2 separate regions of the Mus musculus genome follow, and region 2 is linked to region 1. Evidence: chromatin contacts called from public Hi-C data. All regions are on one chromosome and are shown on one strand. Each heading gives the region's core, a stretch centred on a gene start, on an enhancer-like site or on the middle of the called end of the contact. The rest is flanking DNA. Distances are from core to core; before and after follow the strand shown.

Region 1 (6,114 bases), core at 1,972-4,471:
AATTAAATACCTTTTGCAGGAGGGAACGTGTAGGAAGGGATGCTCATGGGCTGAACACTTGAGGCCTCTCTAAATGTCTCATTAGCACGGAGAACTCCGGGTTTTTATGATTGTCCTCTCAGTGGGGTGTTGTGGTTACACATTCTAGAACAAGTAGAGCTTAGCAGGGAGCTGGCTCCATTCCTGCAGTTCTCAATTCTGCAATTCCCTGGGGTCGGAGCCTGCTCAACCCCACCAGTTCCTCTGTCTGGTAGCACAGTCCACATTCTCCAAAGGAGAAGGAAAAGGAGTAGGGAGTTCTTTGCCACAGAACACACAGATGAGAGGAGCGCAGCCAGGAAGAGCACCCCCAACGATTCCCAAATTTCAGAACAAAACACAGCAGCAAGTGTTGATGCTGTCCTAGTCCTGGCTGGTTGCCGCCAAGTCTGTGAACTCATCTTCCTAAGAGATATCAGCCTGAACAGATTCAGAGACAATAGCATGGAACCAGCACCCAGATAGCACCATGAATGAGCTACTGAGTCCGGCACCTGGGGGTGACCGAAGAGCCTCAACCCCAACATTCCAGTGTGTGGGACTGTATGCACAGTGGTTACTCAAGGAGACAGCACTGTGCATGAACTGGGGGCTTAGGAAAAAGAAATTGAAAAAAAACCAGGAGTGTTAGGTGCTACTGTCTCAGCTATCACAATATTTAAGAACATGACTGTCATTTTCTAGAATTTGATTTATTAAGAAATACACAATCAATTGTTGAAAGCAGCTGTCAGCAGAAAGATCGGTCTGTCTCAGAGGGAAAGGGTAGGCTTTGAAACCACTAACAGTGGGTGTTGAAGCCTGTCTCCTCCCACCTGCCTTCCTCTGGCACCACCTTGCCTGTTCTTCTGTGTTCTCTTCTGTGTGCTCATTCATGGTGCTATCTGGGTGCTGATTCCATGCTGTTGTTTCTGGATTTGTTCAGGCTGGTATCTCTTAGGAAGATGAGTTCACAGAATAAGAACAGAACTCCCTACAGGCTCTCGTCCTGACCTTCCTCTCCTCCCCAGCAGGGTTCATAACATTCCTCTCAGCTTGAGAAACTCCTCTGATTCATTCCCCTCACTTTACCAAGCTCCTTCTGACAGGGTCATCTAGAGATTTTTCCATCCTGGGATACTCTTACTTTAATCTGTTTGTTTGCTTGTTAGTTTGGTTTCAGTAATAAGGATTGAGCCTAGGGCCTTGCACATGCTAGGCAAGAGCTCTACCATTGAGTTCTTCTGGCTTATTATTATTATTATTATTATTATTATTATTATTATTATTATTTATTATTGTTGTTGTTGTATGACTATAGTTTTATTTAGACCCACTGTCTGCTGATTTAGGAGTTAACCAGGCTGACTCTGAACTTGCAATCCTTCTGTCTGGAGCTTACAAATAGCTGTCTTCCTGACCTATCTGATGGAGGCTGCTTCCCTGGGACAGGCATTCAGCACTACATGACACCTGTTTTCTTACAACAACCAAAAGGATAACCTTGACAGTGGGTTGATGTCTGTCTTCCTCCAAGGATGCTAAGTTCCATAAAGGAAAGGATCACGTCAGTTTTGCTCACTGTGCATCTCAATGACAAAGACAGTATTTAAAAATCATCATCGACTGAATTAATTAGTGAGTGGAAAGCAGGAACCCACTATCAGATGGTTATTCACCATGGTTCATCTCAACACAAAACTAAAAACAATTGTTTGAATTGTGCCACCTAGCTAAATCTTGAGCTGACGAATCATTCGTTCAATAAATATTGATTGTGAGGTACATATAGAAATAAAGCAAATTTCCTGCCGTTCATGTATGGGCACAGCCTTGCTCACTTGTGTAAAATATCAGGTAGCAAATATTTTCTGACCTCCCAGCCCAGATGATCTGTACTGCAACTGTGTATTATAAGCTATGTCATATGCAAAACATTATGAATGAGTATGACCATATTGCAACTAAACTCTATTCTAGCAGGCTTGTGGTATGCTGTTTAGAATGGTATTTGATTGTCATTTGTCATCCATTGTATGAGGAGAAGTCATAGGATAGACTAAGAGCCTGCTGTTCCCATTGCTGATTCAGTAATCAGAAGGGACCCTACTGTGAGCAGGGCTCTGGGCTGGACTTTGGGGACACACAAGAAGTCCTTACTTGCCTCGAGGCAGCTCACCACTGAAGGGAAGAGATTTATGTGCCCATCCGTTTTTTTATAAGACAGCTTGGCAAATGATGCAAGGTGAAAGTCTGCATGTTACACAGGGAAAATGAGGAATTCTGAAAGCCCAGAAGACACAGGGATGTGGACACTGGGACTCCTTTAAGATCCATTTCTTGTAAATGGTCCATATTAAGCCAGGCTTCAAAAAGAGAAGCTGAAAGCTTTGGGTGGAATGGTTGTGAGGAGAAGGGGCCAGTGCCAGGGGGCCTTGTAGGAGCTAGTGAGTGCAGCCTGCTTAGAGGAACCAGAATTAATGTGGCAGCTGTTGAAATGAGGAGGGGAGGGTGGATTCCAGGGACATCACAGAGGTTCCATCTGTGAGACTGATGCTAATTGGCTTATCCTACGTGATAGGAAGAGCCGCCTGTTAACGTACAGAGAGAAAGTCATGGAGTTGTTTAGCTACCAGCAGTTACAATAGAGGCTCTGAGTCACCAAATGTCTATCCATCAGGGTCCCCAGTGACACACAGACATTTAAGGATGCGATAAAATGAAAACACTGAGGCTATAGCAGTGGGAAGAGATGGAAACTAGCTCCCTGCACCATGCGTCTTGGCAAACCAACCCAAGAAAGAAGCTGTATTGATGGATAAGGTGTCTCTGACCTAATTGTCCATCTCATCTTTGATGAGGCATCTTTACAAAGCTCCTTCTTGCCACTGACTTTCAAAGCAAGGTCTTTTGAGGGAAACACTAGCTTAAAATTACAAATCAGAGCTTGAGTTTCAACATGCACTTCCCAAATTCCTGGGATCATTGAGGATATGGAATTATAGATTTGAGGCCCAAGGAAGACCTTGGAGGTACCCCCAAAATGTACACAGTGAATCACCCTCTCTGGCACTTATCTCTTCTTTACCCTCTATTGGAAGTGTTGGTGAGAAATGAAAGAACAGAAGGCTAAGGCAGGATGCAGCTCTGAGGGAGGCAGAAACCAAGGGGAGAGGGAACACGCTCTACTGACTAACATCTGACTCACACAGATCTCCTAGGCCATCTTTCACATCTCAATTGCTTCATAAGGCTCCATTGGAACCCTCATAGAATCTACTTTACCTCAGAACCCACTCTGGGCTCCTTAGGGGATTGCTGTAACACAGTCCAAGAGTCAGAGAAAAGGGTTGAGCCTGGCCAGTGAGGCTCAGATTCCAACTCCATAGAGTAACTTCTGACAGGTTATTTTCTCTCAGAGCTTTCCCTGCATCTGTAGAGTCTCCCTTAGTGGAAGACACCATTTAGCACCCTGAAGCATGCCTGTACCATAGTGTCTCTGATTAATGGTTAAAACAAGAACACTCATAAAACTGAAAAAGCATGAATACTATATTTGAAGGCCAAGCAAGAGGCACAGAGGCAGAACCACCAGATTCAAATTCTAACCACCCACACATCTCAGCTAAAGATCTGATATTAGACATGTCTCTCAAACTGCCCACATACCAAGATTCCCTCTCTAGTGGGAGTGGTAGATGAAAGTATTTGGAGGGGGTTTAGATATAATAACAGTTTTGTTTTCTCTTGTTCGATGAGGTACCATTAAAATATGTAAAAAGTTTAGAGTGACATGCCCATGATGGGACACAAATGATGCCACAGAGTCTACATCTCTTCTGCACAGTGGTAAGAACATTCCAGGGATTGTCAGGAGGATGCAGTAGATAATGCAGTTGAGGTGTTTGGTAAACTGTAAAGCACAGGCAGATGTGAGGTGTCTCTGTTCCCATAACAGAATCTGATGACCCGCCAGCCAAGTCAGATTCTTGGTGTGTTTTGAGGGAAGTAAAGCAAAGATGTGGAACAGAAGAGGACCAGAGCCCTGGATACTGTGGGGATTACAATGATCGTATTTCTCCCGGACAGTAAATTAAGTATTAGTGAAGAGCTGCAGGGCAGAAAAACCAGCCAAGGCTTAGAGATGACCATAGCTCTCTCCACAGAGAAAAACATTCTGGACATTTCCAAAGTATGGTTCGTTGAGTACCTTAGCCTAAAAGAAACTCTCACTCCAGCCAAGTTGAAATTTCTTTAAAATAAGTCAACTTATATTTTTTCTGACTGCTGTGAAAGTCCTCCAAGTTTCCAAAAAACTACACCTATTTTATGCACTATTCTCTAGAGACTCCAACTACACCAGGTGATGAGGAAGGAACACCATAGTGGGCTTTGCATTCCTTCTCATTCCAGTTCGTGGAGACATACCATCCACATTCTCTTTTGATTATAAAGAAAGACTATGATATATTCCTCATAGGTTATAGCAAGGGTCATCAGTTGGACAAAGTCATGAGGGAAACACTGAAGTCAGTAAAAGAGAGCCCCCAAATGTTGGTGGAACTAAATATGGGGGTTAGAAGAAAGTCTCTGAGCATCCTTAATTGATATGTTTAATTGTGGTGGTTTGAATGAAAATGGCTCTCACAAGCCCATAGGGAGTAGCACTATTAGGAGGTGTGGCCTTGTTGGAGTAGGTGTGACCTTGGAGGATGTGTGTCACTGGGGGTGGGCTTTGAGGTCTCAGATGCTCAAGGCAGGCCCAGTGTCTCTCTCTTTTGCTGTTGCCTGCTGATCCATATATAGAACTCTCAGCTGCTTCTCCAGCATCATGTCTGCCTGCATGCCACCGTGCTTCCCATCATGATGACAATTGACTAAACCTCTGAAATGTCAGCCAGCCCCAATACATTGATTTCCTTTATAAGACTTTCCATGGGCATGCTGGCTCCTCATAGCAATAGAAACCCTAACTAAGGCACATTTCCAGAAGCCAGTGAACTAATGACCCAAATAAATGTGTATGTGCAAAAGGCTACAGATCTGAGCAAATTTTGTAGTTAATCTTTCGTTTGTTTCTCACTAACTTCTTTTTGGAAAGTGCAATGTATAAAGTTTAGTTGGTAACACTCATCTTCTCTTACTTCATTTTAAGGGATGAAGACATTGGCTTGCATTTTCCCTTCCTCATATGTGTTTGTGAATATACCACACACACACACACACACACACACACACACACACACACACACACACACGGGCAGAACAGACAGTGAGTGAGAGGGAGAGATAGGAACACCTAGCTTTCATCTGAGTATCTCTTGATTCAGTGGCAGACATATGATAGACTGATCCAACCCGTGGTATTCCACAGACACCTTCACAATGGGTAACATCATAAGCATCTTGGTATGTACCTAAGTCAGCATGTCAGAGGCCTATTCTCAAGAGATGGATTACTGGGTTATGAGATTTGCATGTCTAATTGTATTTCATACAGTCATGTTCTGTGCAGAATGGCATTTCCAATTACACATCCCTCTGTCATGTGCACAGGACCCCCATGTCTTCACATCTTTGCTATGGCTTTCCAAGATTGGACTTACTAATTTTTGCCCATCTGTTGGTTCTAAAGAGGCATCTCATTGTGGCTTTAATTTGTATTTTCTCTGATGACTGTGGTCTTGATTGTTCTGTCATATTTATTAGACAATCAAATCTATTCTTTTAAAATGTTCCACTTATCCCCTCCCACTATGCATCTTTTTTCATTTCTCTATTTTTATTGATGGTTGACAATGGTTTCTCATTTAATTACAAGTGACCTCTTGTTGGTTGTACACACTTAGTTCTTTTTCTACTATCAGTGTTGTCTGTAGGATCTGTATCAAAGTGAGATCTTTGTGAAGTCAAATGCATCAGTATTAGGGGTGGTGACTGGGGGCTTTGTTTGATGGATGCCTTGCCTAAGTGAAGATTACCCGAAGCTCCTCCATTTATCCCAAGTTCAGTTTGAAATAGATGACAGTGACCCAGCTACTCCAGGCCTTAGTGTCCACTCTCCTCATCCCATATAGTATGGTTATTTTCTATACC
Region 2 (6,822 bases), core at 1,437-3,936, 200 kb after region 1:
CAGTGGCATGCCCCAGTCTTAAGCATTAGCAAAACACAGCCTTATTTTCTGTTTGCAGTTAAATAAAGTCAAATATCACTTTCAAGGCACTGAGAAAATAAAAACAATATTAGAAACTTTCCCCCAAACTAAATTGCATGCTCTGCTCTTGAGATTAAGCAAACATCTTTCTTCACTCCATGTTGTCCTTTATTAAAATCTAATACTAATGTGGGGGGAAGGTGACAGCCCTGAGCACACAGATGAAGTTATAAAGGAAATAAGCTTTTATTACTTTTCTAAAGACAAAGCAATAACTTAGAATAACAGAATAATGTTAAACTTTCTGCCAGGTGCCACCCTCAAGTCTCCCCTTTATCTTTCTCTATATCTCAGAGATATTTTCTTTAAAAATGATGAAAGTTCCATCTACAAGTTCACTGTAGATTGGTTAGCAAGTGTGGCATGTCTTCTGTGACATCTGCTAGAAGCAGGGAAAACCGCCACTGAAGTTGGCCTGCAAACTTACCATGTTTCCGTTTTATTCTCAGGCTTATTAGTTTAACTAATAAATTCATTGTCACCGGGCTTCCCCTACCCCACCCCACCCCTGTCAATCATTCCACACATCTAATTAGTCAATGATTCTCTTTAACTTCCTCAGCCCTCCTTGGATTTTAGACCCTATTTTCTTGATTGCAATTTTCTGGAACCCAAACTAGAATTTTTTTTCTAAGTGTGCACCTCACCTCCTGCCCTGTATTTGAAAGTTCAAGGACTTCTCATCCATTAACCTGACATATTCGTATTTCCCACTCACTGTGATCCTCATCAGCTCTCTCCTCAGTCTTTTTCTCCTCTCACCTCTTCTACACATCCCACTGCCCCATTCACAGCCATATTGCTATACCAACCACCAAGGATGCTGCAAACACTACAGTCCTAGAAAGCCTCTAGTACTCTTGCCCAACCATGAAATCCACATCTCTGTTGTTCACATTCAGAGCCTTGCGTGTTATCCTACATTGCCTGCTTGATTGATTTAATAAATAATTATATTGTACATGCCCTTGGCCAGGACCTGGACAATGAGCCTTCTGAATGCTAATGCATTGAAGCAGGACAACAAGCTTGTAGGAAATGTATTACCCGCCCCCATTTAATAAGATCAGGTTATAACACTAGCTCAAAATCCCACGGGCAGGAGGAACCAGGATTCCAACTTAGAGGACGTAGCTCCTGAGTTCTAGCCCTTGCTTACAGACTGAATGGCTTGTCCCTGCTCAGTCCAATTCAGGTATCATCCCTGAACAGCCCACAACCCTGAGTTGCTAACCAATCCTTATTATGTGGTCTCACGCTCTTCTCCTCATTTAGACCATAAGTTACTAGAATACAGACACCATAATTCATCACGGTATCCGCAGCACCAGTGCTCAATACTTGCTTGATGAATGGCCCATTAAGGATGATAGATAGCCGTATTCTGTGTTCCATAGTCGGCATTAGGAGAACTTCAAAGTGAAGTACATACAAAGGTGTGTTTGTTTCTTTTAGACCGCTATGCTTCTAGCAAGCATTCTATCTAACCCACAAATCATAGGGAAACTTTGCATGTCCCTACCTCTCCCAACACCTACATTTAGGAGTTGTGTTACATAAACCAGCACTATCATCTATAATGTTGATATTGATTGTCTATTGATGTCCTGTGTCTGCATTATCCAATAGAGGGGGTATTGAGTCCAAGCCTAGAGACTCAGGAACTAAAACTTTGACCATGTTTAATTTTAATTATTTAAATATTAAATAGATACATGTGGCTAATTATATACAAACACAGCATATTTTGGAGCCACTGGCAAAGTGGTGATACAAATAGCTGTTAATCAGAAGTAACTCTAGGTGCTAGGTTTGTCTGGGCCTAAAGAACTGTCTGGGATGATCAGTGCTAAATATGAGACATTTCCAGGCACATGGAGAAAGTCAACCATGCCACTCAGTGCCTAGGCAGACCCAATGTGGCTTACACAGGAGCTATACTGGAGGTTCTGCACAGGAGCTAGAGTCAAAGCAGGAGATGCAGTTCAAGAAAGCCTGGGATTAGACAAGGGTGAAGACGTAGAAACAGGGCAGAGGAGGAGAAAGTCATCACAGAGGTAAATGTTTCAGTCTCTTGATGTTTCAGTGTGTCCACACATCCTAACACCTGGTTTCCAGCATGGAGATTTGAAGCAAACACGTGTGACGCTCTTTGATGCCTGCTCCTTTTCAAATACGTGTGCTTTGTTTTTATTCATCCGCCTCTTAGCCGGAGAAGAAGACAGCCTACTCAACACTCTTTGATCTGCCATTTAAATTCCCATTTTCATCCCATAATCTGTTAATCTTTCCCGCATCTCAGCGCAAGGTTGAATTAAATTCCCATATTGAATCCCAACATGAAAGGCATTTCTTTGTGAGAGGCTCGGGAAAATGTTCTTCAAAATGACATTTAAAACGTTCAGCTCGGTAATGGAATGATAAAACAGCGCTCCTGGTGTTAGTACACACTGGTAAAAAGAACATTTTTTTTATTAGTCAGAAACTAAAAAAAGATAGAACAAGATAATTTTGTTAAAAGTTTATTCCTACTAGACGGGTGTTATGACTCAAAAGTGTAACAGTCACTGACTCCCTGGAGGAATCTAACTTCTGAAGGAGACATCAGACAGCAAAGCCTGAGTCACACCACATTAACCACCATTGGCCAGAGAAAAGTTTGAATGCCATTGGAAAAAAATTAAATATTAGATTTTACACTTAAACCCAAAGAAGCAAGCACTGAAGTTGCCACGCAGGCTTGTGTGCACTCTTTATAGGCCTACAGACAGATTGTTTCATGTACCCCCCTTCTGTTGCTATGGTGACCCAAATAAATTCTCTCCCGAGATCTATTTCTCTCAGATGCCAATGCATCGGGTCAAGAAGACAGGCAGCCTAGCAAATAACACACTGGCCCTAAACATTCCCACACTCTCCAGGCAACTGCAAAGAATGATCTCTCCACACGTTACACCCAATCTCAACACTTCTGCATTTTTCTGATTCCACTATAGCCAGTAAAAGAAAAAAAAATGATCTCATGCTTTGCTATTTCTTTTATTTGCTTCACCATCAAAATGAATATGTGAAAATGGCAGAGAGGAAGAGAAAGGAAGAAGAAATTCTCCTACCACTTATCCATCATCTTTTTGCTCACCTTCAAGACTACTCAGAAGAAGGGAATTAGTCAGGGACTCCTGCCCGTCTTCTCTCCATCTATGAATATGACATTAATACCATTGAATATGGCATTTAATACTAAGAAATAGGACTGGTGGGGAGTAGACTGTGAAGGAAACTGAGCTACTACTAAAAAGAAAATCCTGCAAGAAGGTGCTTGACTCATAGGAAATATGCAGCAAGCTCTCTCTACCAGAAGAAATCACTTTGAAAATCTCTGACACTAGAGATGTTGTCTCTTAAAGTGTCTCGTGTGTGAGATTCCCCCCGTATATATGAAGTATATATCACATAGTGTAGCAGATTAACACGTCTCAAGATGATCACCTACACCAGCCCAGCATTCCACGGTCTATGTACAACAGGAAACATCCTAACCCCGCTTTTCAAAGGTTCAAATCTATACTGATGGGAAAACTAACTCAAGGTGTTTCAATAAGGAAGGGTAATGTGGGCATCCTCTCTCAAGTCTACTGATAATAAACAAGAGTGAATAAATATAAAATGCTTCCTCTCAGGCCAAGAACTGGCCCTGGAATGTATATCCCATCTTGGTAATCTGGGTTTGCAACTTTCTGGCTCTATGTCTCTGATGGTCCTCAAGGAGCTGGACAAAGGGGTTTTCTAGCCTCAACACTTCAAATTTGTCATCTCATCTACTCAGCATTCATTCTCTCTCTCTTTCCCTCTCCCTCTCCCTCCCCCTATGTGTGATGAATGCCCCTTAGGGGCTAACATTTAGAAATTTTGTCCCAGAGCTTGTTTCATTATTTTGGGCATCTATGAAGCATGCGTGGGAAACACCTAGCTGACAGAAGTAGGCCACTGTGGATAGACCCTTGAGGGTTAGATCTAGGCTCATAGCTCCTCTGTGATGGGAAGAGTGGCCTCTATGATCTTGCCAAGCCTTCCTGGGCATGGTAAACTGAAACCCTCTTTTAAAAAAGGGGGGCGGGGAGCCAAAATAAATCTTTCCTTCTTTAGATTGTCCCTATGAATTGTGTCCAATATACCCTACACGCACCCACACACATAAACACACACACACACACACACACACACATACACACACACACATACCATACACTTCTCCCAGTCTCTTCCATACTATCTATATAATACCATCAAACAGAGAGACTTCAGCATACTTGTGGGAAGCCGCCCTCACATTTGCCATTATAAGATGGCACTGACAGCTGTGTTCTAAGTGGTAAACATAATCTGCACACGTGCAGGGGCAGTTTTCCCGCCATGTGTTCTACCTTTCTCGTGATGACAACTGGGCCGATGGGCTGCAGCCAATCAGGGAGTAATACGTCCTAGGCGGAGGATAATTCTCCTTAAAAGGGACGGGGTTTTGCCATTCTTTTTCTCTCTCTTGTTCTTGCTTTTTCTCTCTCTTGTTCTTGCTTTCTTTTTCTCTCTCTTGCTTTCTTGTTCTTTTTCTCTCTCTTGCTTTCTTGTTCTTGTTCTTTCTCTCTCTCTTGCACTCTTGCACTCTTGCTCTCTGGCTCCTGAAGATGTAAGCAATAAAGCTTTGCCGCAGAAGATTCCGGTTTGTTGCGTTCTTCCTGGCCGGTCGCGAACGCGTGTAAGAGTTGGTGCTGAGACCCGGGACGAGAAGACCCGGGACGAGAAGACCTGGGATGAGAAGACCTGGGACGAGAAATCCCGGGACGAGAAGACCTGGGACGAGAAGACCTGGGACGAGAAGACCTGGGACGAGAAAACCTGGGACGGTTACCATCACAGGCGCAAGGAAGATCCCTCATTCCGGAACCAGAACTGCGGGTCACGGTCATAAAGGTTCCCGTAAAACAGACTGTTGAGAAGGATTCAACTGCGTGAATTCAGAACTCTTCAGCTGGGGAACGGTGGTAATGAAGTGTTCCCGTAAAACAGACTGTTGAGAAGGATTCAACTGCATGAATTCAGAACTCTTCAGCTGGGGAACGGTGGTAATGAAGTGTTCCCGTAAAACAGACTGTTGAGAAGGATTCAACTGCGTGAATTCAGAACTCTTCAGCTGGGGAACAGGGTACCCGTAAGTATAGCTTTACAAGGTAAGTCTGGTCTTGAACTTTCTAACGAAATTCAAGACAGTCTATCAGAAGTAAAGTGGGAAATAGCTTTACAAGGTATGTTTGGCCTTGAACTTTCTCTGGTGTTAGGAGCCTTTTTGTTCCTTTTCACATGTTATCAAGTGGTTAAGGCAGGGCTGAAAATTCTGGATGAAATTCAGGGCAATCTATCAGAAGTAAAGCGGGGAGAGAGAGTAGGAGCAAAGAGGAAATATGGTACACAAAATAAGTATACAGGCCTTTCCACGGGTCTTGAACCCGAGGAAAAGTTTAGGTCAGGTAAGAATACCTGGGGAGAGATTAGAAGGAAGGAGAAGGAAAAAGAAAAGAAAAAAGATCAATTAGCAGAGGTCTCTAGGAGAAGGAGCCTATACTCATCACTAGGTGAGCTCAAGGAGCCAGTTCTTAGTAGTTCTGAATCAGATGAAAAGGCTATTAGGGCCTGGAAGGCGCTCTCCCGAGCAGGTGAAGCCACTGGACAACTAACAAAGATCGTCCAGGGACCTCAGGAGTCCTTCTCAGATTTTGTGGCCAGAATGACAGAGGCAGCAGAGCGTATTTTTGGAGATTCAGAGCAAGCCGCACCTCTGGTAGAATAGCTTATTTATGAGCAAGCCACGCAGGAATGCAGAGCGGCCATAGCCCCAAGAAAGAACAAAGGTTTACAAGACTGGCTCAGGGTTTGTCGGGAGCTTGGGGGACCTCTCATTATGCGTTACTTCCATTCAGTATGAGAAATTTACTAGGGCAGCTAATTTGTTAAAAAGTCTTTCTCAGTATATGTTACAGAATTGGACGGCTGAATTTGAACAGACCCTTCGGGAATTGAGAATTGCCATCATTCAGGTCAACTCCACACGCTTGGACCTGTCCCTGATCAAAGGATTACCCAATTGGATCTCCTCAGCATTTTCCTTCTTTAAAGAATGGGTATGGGTGGGATTATTTGGAGATACACTTTGCTGTGGATTAGTGTTGCTTCTTTGGTTGGTCTGTAAGCTTAAGGCCCAAACTAGGAGAGACAAGGTGGTTATTGCCCAGGCACTTGCAGCTCTAGAACATGGTGCTTCCCCTGATATATGGTTATCTATGCTTAAGCAATAGGTCGCTGGCCATTCAGCTCTTGCACCCCACGAGGCTAGTCTCATTGCACGGGATAGAGTGAGTGCGCTTCAGCAGCCTGAGAGAGTTGCACGGCTAAGCACTGCAGTAGAAGGGCTCTGCGGCATATATGAGCCTATTCTAGGGAGACATGTCATCTTTCATGAAGGTTCAGTGTCCTAGTTCCCTTCCCCCAGGAAAAACGACACGGGAGCAGGTCAGGGTTGCTCTGGGTAAAAGCCTGTGAGCCTAAGAGCTAATCCTGTACATGGCTCCTTTACCTGCACACTGGGGATTTGACCTCTATCTCCACTCTCATTAATATGGGTGGCCTATTGCTCTTATTAAAAGAAAAGGGGGATATGTGGGAAGCCGCCCTCACATTTGCCATTATAAG

The links. Hi-C and Micro-C count contacts between places; a contact is called where the count stands out from the background.
Region 2: a contact with region 1 is called in a Hi-C map of adipose-derived mesenchymal stem cells, with 3 times the contacts expected there. The contact joins two enhancer-like sites. A contact is called at or near these places in 9 of 484 Hi-C or Micro-C datasets (adipose-derived mesenchymal stem cells, cerebral cortex, embryonic fibroblasts and 4 more) and 1 of 115 datasets of contacts at active chromatin or transcription factors (a colorectal cancer cell line).

The regions. Positions count from the first base shown.
Region 1 is chr10:92,312,305-92,318,418 of GRCm38.p6, forward strand. The region is part of intron 2 of Gm20757 (predicted gene, 20757); the gene reads right to left. Among named protein-coding and RNA genes, the nearest start is that of Gm20757, 60 kb to the right of the region's middle. Within about 2 kb of position 3,222, at least 13 of the 459 cell types and tissues checked have an H3K27ac peak or open chromatin away from gene starts, as enhancers often do. A contact at or near this core is called in adipose-derived mesenchymal stem cells, where this site is marked.
Region 2 is chr10:92,514,410-92,521,231 of GRCm38.p6, forward strand. No RefSeq gene overlaps it. Among named protein-coding and RNA genes, the nearest start is that of Gm25884, 31 kb to the left of the region's middle. Within about 2 kb of position 2,687, at least 10 of the 459 cell types and tissues checked have an H3K27ac peak or open chromatin away from gene starts, as enhancers often do. A contact at or near this core is called in adipose-derived mesenchymal stem cells, where this site is marked.